2 separate regions of the Macaca mulatta genome follow, and region 2 is linked to region 1. A link is a contact called in public Hi-C data. All regions are on one chromosome and are shown on one strand. The core of a region is the stretch at or near the end of the contact, and the rest is flanking DNA. Distances in the headings are between cores, read along the strand shown. Region 1 holds the start of TARS1 (threonyl-tRNA synthetase 1). Region 2 holds the start of BRIX1 (biogenesis of ribosomes BRX1).

Region 1 (5,345 bases), core at 1,109-3,608:
CCTGCACCACAGTCAACCTGTTAGAAATGCCTTCTGCTTTTTCTTTTTGCCATCCTTAAATGAGGACTGTTTCTCCCTTGTAATCCTCTCAACAGAATTCCTCTTCTCCCTACCATAACCTGTGTCTCTGGGATTGTATACACAAGTTTCTGAAGCCCTCTGAGGGTTGGGTAATCATGCTGTGATTCTTCCTGTGTATACATGTTAAGTAAATTTGTATGTTTTTTCTATTAATTTACCTCATGTCAGTGATTTTCAGCCAAACTTCAGAGGGCTAAGGGGACCTCTCCTCTTGGCATTTACAATAGTATGTGCTGGTAGTTTCATGCAGTTCTTGGTAGAACTTACTGGTTCAACTTGTTCTTTCACTATGTGTGTATTTAGAGCTAAGCAAGTTTACTATATCTATCTATCTCTATCTATCTATCTATCTATCTATCTATCTATCTATCTATCTATATTTTTTTACTGCTCTGTCGCTGACACTTTGATTTCAGTAACAGTCGTTTTCTTTTCTTTTTTCTTTGAGATGAGGTCTTACTCCATTACCCAGGCTGGAGTGCAGTGGCAAAATCATAGCTCACTACAGACTCAAACTCCTGGACTCAAGCAGTCCTTCTGCCTCAGCCTCCCAAGTAGGTAGGACTGCAGGCGCACACCACCAAACCCAGTTAATTTTTTAATTTTTTATTTTATCTATTTATTTGAGACAGTCTTGCTGTGTTGCCCAGGCTGGAGTACAGTGATGTGATCATAGCTCACTGCAGCCTTGATCTCCCAGGTTCAAGTGATCCCCTCGCCTCAGCCTCCTGAATAGCTGGGACTACAGGTGCACATCACCATGCTTGGCTAATATATATATATTTTTAATTTTTAGTAGACACGAGGTCTCACTATGTTACCCAGACTCGTCTTGAACTCCTGAGCTTAAGCTCTCCTCCTACCTTGCAAGTTTACAGTTTTTAAAAAATGTATTTTATCTCCTTGATTGAAAACTTCACGAAAGCACACTTTGTGTATTTTTGCCAGCACCTGGAAGATGTAAACCTATCACACAGCAGATGTTCAATAAATGTCGAGTGTTGAGACAAAACTTGCTTAATTTTTCAATCAAGGTTTGCAAAATTACCTCTTAATTTGTATTATAAAAGAAGTCAAAACCCATTTACTAACTAGACCTAGAAGAAAGTTTATAATGAGACTAGATTATTAGTAGTGCTTGATGTTCCAGGAGTTATATTCAATTTTAATAGGCTTAGATAGACCAAACTAACTCCCCACATTTAAATTAGAATGAGAATCAACGGGATCTACTCTTACCTTCTAATGTAAAACAATTTAATTATGCTCATTAGACACGTTTGCCTGAATTGTATCTTAATTTTAACTAAGTATAATGAAAACCAGAGAGCTCAAGATTACTGAGTTTGCTAGATGCAGAAAATTATAGGTTAACAATTATATTTAACTGCTATGTAACATTGTTTCTAGCAGCTTCTCTTAACCCCTTGTTCCCTGAAGGCAGAGAGTTGTAGAGAACAGAACTGATGTTTAAAAAGAAAAATCCACAAAACGTGGTGATGGAGTACGTACGTGAAGTTGTGCCCATTGCGCTTCTGATTTCAAATAAGTAATTGTTTTAAATTGCCTACTAACACAAATTTTAAAAGCCCAGTCGATTCCAAACACACCTAGGAGTGAAAATCCATGGTTATTTCCTTGGGTGAGCTTTATTGTATTTTTGCGGGCGCTATAGAAATGCTCCCCCAGGCAGTACAGATCAGCAGCGGCTAGCAGTGAAGAATGTTCAAGGAAGGGTTTGTCCCCGATCACTAGGACTCGGGGCTTGGGGAGCCTGGACTGCCATGAGGAAGGCTCGATTCACCACTACAGACAGGGAGCCAGAGACCTGAGTAGTGCCGAGAAGTCGGCAGTCGCGCCAGGTCAGAAAGCGCCGAAGCCGCAGGAAATCCCGGACTCCATCCCTGGATTTGTTCCAGTGTCGAAGATGGTATCCAGGTCGCCGAAGTTTATGCCAAGACCGACTTATTATCTACGGTGTCCGGGAAGGTCCATGATTGTGCGACATAAAGGCAGAAGGGAGGAAGGCGCAAGCGCATTGGGGACTTGACTCTGAAAAGCGTCCAGACCAAGGTCTGCGGAGAGTAGGCCTGTAGCTCCTCCTCACCCGCCACAACCTGATTTCCTAGAAGGGCTCTGTCATCCAAAAAGATTTTCCATTGGCTTAGAGGAGGCAGGGCCCGTCTTCTCCCGTTATCCATTGGCTGCCCCTTCCGCCGCAAGTTGGGGGCGGGGTTAGGGCGCCTGTCGATTGCATCAGCTGGTCCAGTGGAGGCCAAGTGGCGCAAGCGCAGTGTTCCCGGGCCCTAGCCCACCTGCGACCCGCCTCTTTGCTCTTCTCCTCTAGGCCGTCGCTTTCGGGTTCTCTGATCGCTTCGTCGTTCGCCAATGTTTGAGGAGAAAGCCAGCAGTCCTTCAGGGAAGATGGGAGGCGAGGAGAAGCCGGTGAGCAGACCTGGTGGGACCCAGAGACCAGCCTGGGACTCTCGTGGGTGCAGACGCTCCCTCGCGGCGGGGGCAGGGGTCAGGAAGCAGGAAGCGGCCGGTACCGCGTGGGTCGGAGGAGTGGGGGACGGTGGGACTCATGGAAAGTCGGAACCCCCTTTGGGAACCGTCCATTCATAAATTAGGGTGGGGCCTTGCAGTTCATCTCTGGGTCCATTCTCTTTACAAATGAGGAAACAGACCTTGATTGAGCGACTTGTTCAGAGCCTCACATCTACAGTAGTTAGACGCGGAGACAGAATCAGAATCTTAGGCTTGGGGCTTCCAAACTCGGGTTTGTGGCTTACTGTAAGCGGGAAACATATTGCAGAGCCTTATTTAATCAATCTCCTAAGATCCTGCGGGGGTAAAGAGCTCCATTTTGAGGAAAGGAAAACCGAGTCCCTGAGATCTGACCCAACTTGTCCAGGTTTGGGTGGTTAAGTATACATTTTGCCCGGCACTGAGCTGGGCGGTGGAGGTGGGAAGATGAGTAGGGCCCAGTTCCCCGACTTTGAGGGCCTCACAGGCTGATGTGTAAGAGACAGGAGAACAGCCCTAGTGCTTTGTGATCAGCTGTGTGGTATTACAGAAGAGGAAGCTTAGGAGGGCTCTTTCGAATTGAGTTTGGAAGAATGATTTCACCAGGAAAACAGGCAGAACGGGGCTTCCCACATAAAGGTAGGGAAGGCAGTGAAAAGGGGCACGCAGGTGAATTGTCTTTCGGGTTGTTTGCAAGAGATATGCCAGAAGGGTTAAAGGAACAGCAGTCAGAAAGATCTTAGGCAACAAGGATGTTTGCTACTTGTATTCTATACATGAAGGATCTTAAGCAGGAAGATTGAATTTGTAAAAGTCACGCTGGCATTGGGGTAGAAGGTGAGGCCACATGCAGAAAACTGTTGTAATAGTCCAAGTGAGAAGTGGTGGCATCTTGAGCTAAGGGAGCCTCTATCCCAAGTCTGTGACAGGACAAGTCACTTAAAAGCCAAAACTTTTTCTTGGTTGTCTACTCGGAATTGAATGGAGCACATTCTAAACCAAGTAAATTTAGTTCTAGATGATAAATGGTGACAATACATAGTTTTTTGTTCACATAAAATGGTATTTTTACTATTTTGTAACTTTTTTTTTTTTGCTTAATAGGATGTGGTCAACAGCTTTCCATGTCCATAAATATTCTCCTGTACTATTCTTAATTGGACTTAATATGTATGGTTAACAAATATGTACTTTTTCCTTCCTGTAATAGTTATACAACGGTTAATATTTATTTTGAGTACTAAGTACGGGTTTGGCACTGTATTAATGTATTCCATGAATTAACTCATTCAGTCTTTTGTGTTTATTTATTTATTTATTTATTTTTGTTGAGACGGAGTCTTGCTCTGTCACCCAGGCTGGAGTGCTGTGGCTGGATCTCAGCTCACTGCAAGCTCTGCCTCCCGGGTTTACGCCATTCTCCTGCCTCAGCCTCCCAAGTAGCTGGGACTACAGGCGCCCGCCACCTCGCCCGGCTAGTTTTTTGTATTTTTTTTTTTAGTAGAGACAGGGTTTCACTGTGTTCGCCAGGATGGTCTCGATCTCCTGACCTTGTGATCCGCCCGTCTCGGCCTCCCTAAGTGCTGGGATTACAGGCTTGAGCCACCGCGCCCGGCCCAGTCTTTTGTTTTTTGTTTTGTTTTGTTTTGTTTTTTCCCTGTCGCCCAGGCTGGAGTGCAGTCGCGCGATGTCGGCTCACTGCAAGCTCCGCCTCCCGGGTTCACGCGATTCTACTGCCTCAGCCTCCTGAGTAGCTGGGACTACAGAAGCCCGCCACCACGCCCTGCTAACTTTTTTTTTTTTTTTTTGTATTTTTAGTAGAGATGGGGTTTCACCGTGTTAGCCAGGATGGTCTCGATCTCCTGACCTCGTGATCCGCCCGCTTCGACTTCCCAAAGTGCTGGGATTACAGGCCTAAGCCACCGCTCCCGGCCTCATTCAATCTTCTTAATAACGCTATGAACTGGGTTCTGTTATTATCTCCATTATACAGATGAGAAAGCAGGCAAAGGAACAGTAACTTGCTCAAACCAAGTATCCCTTTTTTTCCCCTTTCTCAAACCCAGTATCCTATAGCAAATACTAATAACCCCTGTGCTGTTCTGAGTGAGTCAGGGACAGATCATTCCTGAGAAAGGTAATTCTGTAGCTTCTGTTAACAATCCAGTTCTGCTTCCCAATTTTTGGGTTGAAATTTTAGATTACTTGTATGTAGATGTACATAACATATATACTCAGGGAAATAGAGAACAGTTGCCCACTCTCTTCCCAGTGTTGTAGAAAAGAGGTAATAGGCCTCAGGGTTCCAGAGAGACCTGTCGTAATGTCCCACCTCTACTACTTAATGATACAAGTGGGCAGGTTGCTTCTTTGAGCCAATGTTCTTGTTTATAAAATGGAGCCGTATTTAGAACCAGAAAAACTTTGTGGTGATTGTCTCTCTCTCTCTCTGTCACTACCCCTGTTCGTTTGGCAAATGATCAAAACCCAAATAATCTTATCAGAAATATAAAACTTATTTTATTATCTTTCAACTTTAAACCTGCACACACCTGCAGTTTTCTTTTTACCCAGTATACTTGATTAGTTACCTCACTTCTACTGTATGACAAAGGATCTGTTGAATCTAAATGAACCTTTAAAGTTTATTAAATCCAGACTCGTGGAGTAGGGGGGAATTTTAGCTCAGCATGAAATTAGGAGTCATATTTTAAAACTAGTTTTTTTTAAAATTATAC
Region 2 (5,209 bases), core at 2,475-4,974, 1.2 Mb after region 1:
AACTGGGAACCAGAATAAAACGTTAACATAATTCTTTGGAATCATTTTCAGGTTGTCATAAACACCTCAGAAGTAGCTTGTTGATTTTACATCCATAAAATTTCAGAATAGAGAATCTATATGGATCAACACAGCAAGTAACTAAATTGCTGCAGAACAGGGTATGCTATTCCTTGAAGGTTCAATGTGTGTAACAGTGGATTGCTATCATCTGTACTGTAACGTCAGTGTACTCACTATGACAAGGATCCTTTTAACTTTTCCAACTGGGAGATATTTATATTTCCTCACATTTTAAAATCAAACTGAGAGAAAAAGAGGGTTGTTAATGGTGGTGTAAATTTTAACACTGCAAGCCACTAGCGGCAAGGAGGACTATGACAGGATATTCAAAGTCCTTCTCCTTGCTGGACTGAGAGCCACAGTGAGGAATGGAACATGACAGATGCTTTTACGAAAAACCAGCTGGAGAACACTGTCATTAGAAAATGTGTAATTCAACAGTGGAACTGTCTGTGGAAAGTTAAAATACACTTTTCTGGAGAACTATATTGAATTTTTCCTAGCTAATCTCCAGGTTGCTTTCCTATGAAATAAAATTCTGGGGATTCCTTACAGTTTTATACCTACAGCAATTGAATTTCACCATTCTTAAAAATAATTCCCTTAACAAATAAAAAGATATACATTCTAAAGAAAATCATTTGGCAGCCGGGCACGGTGGCTTGTGCCTGTAATCCCAGCACTTCAGGAGTCTGAGGCGGGCAGATCACCTGAGGTCTGGAGTTTGAGACCAGCCTGGCTAACATGGTGAAATCTCATCTCTACTAAAAATACAAAAAAGTAGCCGGGCATGGTGGCACGTGCCTGTAATCCCAGCTACTTGGGAGGCTGAGGCAGGAGAAGCGCTTGAACCTGGGAGGCAGAGGTTGCAGTGAGCCGAGATTCTGCCATTGTACTCCAGCTTGGGCAACAAGTGAGAAACTCCGTCTCAAAAACACCAAAAAATCATTTATCAAAATAGACATAACTTATAAAATATAGCTTAAAAGAAACAAATTTTGAACACAGTAAACTAGGAGTCAGGAGAACTGGCTTTCGTTTTTCTCTGCCACTAACTAGCTGAGTAATTCTGGACAAGTTAGGGAAGAGAAGCAATTAAAACATTTCACAATGTTAAAGATATTAAAGACATGTCCAAAGTATTCTTTTGGCCAGTTCAAATTTAAAATCCCTCAAAGCCCTGTAAATTAAAAAAAGATGAATGTAAATACTTTTACAAATATGAAAGAACTATAAACATACTTGCAATTAACATTGTGAAATGTTAGAACCCATGACTGTGGCCACCGAAAAATGAATTGGCATTAGCTTTCTGAACAAATGTTTATATTCCAAATAACTTCCTGTATTTTTCTGACCACTGTATATAACACTTTTATGTCTTTATACTGATAATAGTTTACCTGGCATAGGACTTGATCCAAAAATAGACAAACAGTCTAAAAGGACAGTTAAATTAATTCGAAAAGTAACAGACTCTTCCTGAACTTTAAATTCCTGAAATATTCCAGCCTACGGAAAAAGTAAAAATGAAAATTGTTATGTAAAAGAATGAAAATATACAAGGTCCTAGATTTCACTTTATATGTTTAAAAAATACAATACTGTGCTAATCCCATGAGAATAATTTCTGATTAGCAATCAAAACATCTTAGAGACATCCTTTGAAGCATCCTTATATCCATTCCTGGATCTAAAACTATCCCTCTGGGACTCTCCCTTATCTCGTTTTTGTGCGTATCACTACTGCTAAGGTCACTTGGAAAACAGACGGATGACTTGATAATGCATGAGCAATATTAGTTACAACTTTTATTATTATTTTTTATTGATTCGGGGGTCTCACTACGGTTACTCAGGCTGGTCTTTAATGCCTGAGTTCAAGCGATCTTCGTGCCTCAGCCTCAGTCTCCTGAGCAGCTGGAAATACAGGTGTGAGCCACTATACCATGTTGCCGCACGAGGACGAGAACCATGTCTTATTTACCTCTCTATCCCTGAGGTCATGCTGTGCACTTACGTGTTAAAAAAAATGCTTAGTTGAATTTGCAATCCTATCTGAACCATACAAATATTACTTTGGAAGAACAAAAATTCTATTACAACCAGTAAAGGGAAAAAATACTCTTTAGTAACAGCAAGGTGGTAGTATCGCAGTGGTAAAAAGAGCAGATATTCTGGAAACAAATGTTCAGGGTTCTTATCCCAATTCAGCCACTTACCAGCTGTGGGACTGTTGGCAAATCACTTAAAATTGTGCCTCGTTTCCACATATATAAAACGGGAATAACAATAGAACCTGTCTTATAGGACTATTGTTAAAATTAAATAAGTTAAACACTAAGAAGACTGTAGCCTAGCCGATAGTCTAGTTTAATAAACTTTAGTCATTACTAACCATTATCTCTGTAAAACAAGATGGGAAAAGAATTTGTTACCGGGAGAGAAAAAAAAAATTCAAGTAATGACGTTTGTTCTCTAACGTAAGACTATTAAGTTATTTATCTATTATTTATTATGACTATTGACTATTAAGTTATTATGAGTATTAAGTTATTTATTATGTCTACTAAAACCTTCGGATTTCATTAAATTGCATTTAGAATATCTATGGCACAGGCTTAAAGGCGCCTACTTCCATACCTGAATAAAAGCATTTGCTTGCACACACTTTGCATTTTCCACTGTTACTTTGATACCATTTTTAGTTGCGAAACACGTGGCATGCTCTCGGAAATGAATAGCTTTCAAAATAGTGGAGAGATTCCTAACGTTGTCAAGGCTGGCCACAAGGCTGTACTGATCATCCTCATCTTGGATCTGCTGGGTCAGAAGGGGCATAGTCCACTGCGCATTCGGCCCGGAGGGAAATGCTCCTGGGGCCAACACCTGCTCCGCGAATCGCGAAACACCTGAAGGGACTGGACAATAAAACTCACATCAGTGCAGGCGAGGTCTGGCGAGCTCCACCTGCGCTGAGAGGTGGACGGGGGCTGGGCGGCTGAACTCAGCTGACCAGGCCGAACCCCACCTATGTCACTTAATTGTCTTTGTAATTTTGCGGGAAAATTAAGTTACTATTTCCTCGTCTCTGTAAGAGGACAATAACGTGAAAAGTTGTGAAGAATGAAGACACGCAACTGACACGGTATCTCCGCTTGGGGCCAGCTTCTCCCGGCCAAACAAACAGGAGCTATGAATCCGACCGCGGCACCAGCCTCGCTTCCAACAGAACAGGCGATGGAGGGGAGCGCCCAGAGTGTCCAGAAGATCCCCCAAGAGTCCCACACAAGCCCATTCACCAGCCCGCCCGCGGGACAGCATCGCTTATTAGTCTCGGGGTCCCCGAGTGCGGACACCCTACCTTTGCGGTGGGGTCTGGACGCCCGAGAGACCTTCCCAGGAAAGTCCCTGAGGAGGAGCTAGACAGCTCTGAGAAATCGCGTAGGAAGTGGAGCCGGTCCCGCCACTCTTCAGACCTGCCCTCCACTTCCGCCACCGTCACCACAGAGCTGAAGGAGGCCTAGAGAGCCGCGCGTGCAGCGCCACTGAGACCGGAAGGAGACACCGCAGACCTGGAGGACAACCGCGTAGCTGAGCGCTTAGAGCCACCGAACCATAGAGATCGGAAAGAGGAGCGAGAGGCAACGCCGGAAAACAGGCCAAGAGCGCAGGCAGTAAGGCAAGATGGCGGCAACCAAGAGGAAACGGCGTGGAGGCTTGGCAGTGCAGGCGAAGAAGCCAAAAAGAAACGAAAAAGATGCCGCGCCGCCAACTAAGCGGCACACCACCGCAGAGGAGGTGGAGGAAGAAGAGAGGGACCGGATCCCAGGCCCCGTTTGCAAGGTAGAAGGGGATGCCCCCGGGCTACACCGGCGGCGGCGGCTCTGTGCGCCTTTTCTTGGGTTACTTACTTGACTACAGCTCTGCTAATTTCAGAGTAGCCAGAGTGTTAACGGTAGGTCGATTTTAGCAATCCTCCCAGCCAGACTGGGCACCGAGTTTTCAGCTAATCCTTGTGCACGTGTCCGCCCTCCTGGAGGCGGCGGGTTTTAAAATCTTTACCCGGCCCACGGGAAAGCGACTTACAGGGTGCTCAGATCTAGCGTTTTGTCTTCGTAGTTGTTGAGTTGTTTTGTTTTGTTTTGTTTTTTAAATATTTTTGAAAAGTAGGGCTTTTCCTTGGCTATTTCTCGCTGTTGAGTATTTCTTCCAGTGATTAGTATGCCCATATACTGCCATAGTCAGCCACTCTCAGTCAGGGATCCTACAGTTTGTTAGGTGAGCCTTTAAAAAGTTGTTGCCCTTAGGACTGTGACTCTGATTTGTTAACCAGTTTTCAACTCAAGGGATAATGAAAAATAGGCTAGGTACTATGAGCTTTACTTGTATTCAACAGACATTGAATGTGCCATGCATTTGACCAAGTTAGGCATCCTTTGGGTTTGAGATTGCAAAGGTGACTAGCATGTGACCCCTTCCTCCTGAAATGTTGGAGTTTAGGAGGAAACTTAAGAATTCAAATAAGTTGATGGTTTTTATTCAAAAGAAGTGCACGTTAGTTGGAATTAGCTAGATTTCCTTCAACTGAGAACTCATCTTAAGCTAGACAGAATACTGTGAAGGCAAGGATTATCTTTGACATTAATTTCTGCGTCCTCCGCACTTAGCAGAGTAGTCTAGCACGCAGTAGGTGTTAAGTCAATGACCCCGTGTGGTGTGATGGCAAGCTCTAGGAAAGGAGTGTGAGCTCTGAGGAATAAAAGATAAGTGTAAATTCTAGCCCCGCTCTTTTCTGCGCTCTTTTCTGACCTGCAGATTGGGGCCGGGGAGGGGGGAGAGAATATTTACTTTTTATGAAAAATAAGCTGGGCTTGTACACTTCCAATAAATGTTAGTGTTCTCACTCTTCCCTTAAGGAGCTAGATAGTATCCATAATCTGAGCTATACTTTGATACATTCTATGGAAATGCAAGAGATGGAGATTACGTTTACCCTAGTATAATAAGATAAAGAATCATGAAGGATTTAGTCTTTAAGCTGCATATCAGAAGAAGTGTAGAATTTTGACATTCAAAAGACTTTGAAGTAGGGAAATGCTGAAAAATGTAAAAAATAGAGCCAGATTGGATTGCATTAGGCTTC

Evidence for each region. Hi-C and Micro-C count contacts between places; a contact is called where the count stands out from the background.
Region 2: a Hi-C map of liver shows a contact between it and region 1, with 5 times the contacts expected there. The contact joins the promoter of BRIX1 here to the promoter of TARS1 in region 1. A contact is called at or near these places in 2 of 14 Hi-C or Micro-C datasets (fetal cortex germinal zone and liver).

What each region holds. Positions count from the first base shown.
Region 1 is chr6:34,817,978-34,823,322 of T2T-MMU8v2.0, forward strand. TARS1 (threonyl-tRNA synthetase 1) reads left to right here and starts at 2,359. Exons shown (of 19, transcript XM_028849367.2): 1 at 2,359-2,526. The coding sequence starts at 2,470. LOC106998703 (a long non-coding RNA gene) reads right to left here and starts at 2,015. Exons shown (of 2, transcript XR_001445238.3): 1 at 1,910-2,015.
Region 2 is chr6:35,973,393-35,978,601 of T2T-MMU8v2.0, forward strand. It overlaps BRIX1 (biogenesis of ribosomes BRX1), which reads left to right and starts at 3,725. Exons shown (of 10, transcript NM_001261247.1): 1 at 3,725-3,909. The coding sequence starts at 3,751. RAD1 (RAD1 checkpoint DNA exonuclease) reads right to left here and starts at 3,531. Exons shown (of 6, transcript NM_001261160.1): 1 at 3,428-3,531; 2 at 2,707-2,984; 3 at 1,467-1,575. The coding sequence starts at 2,904.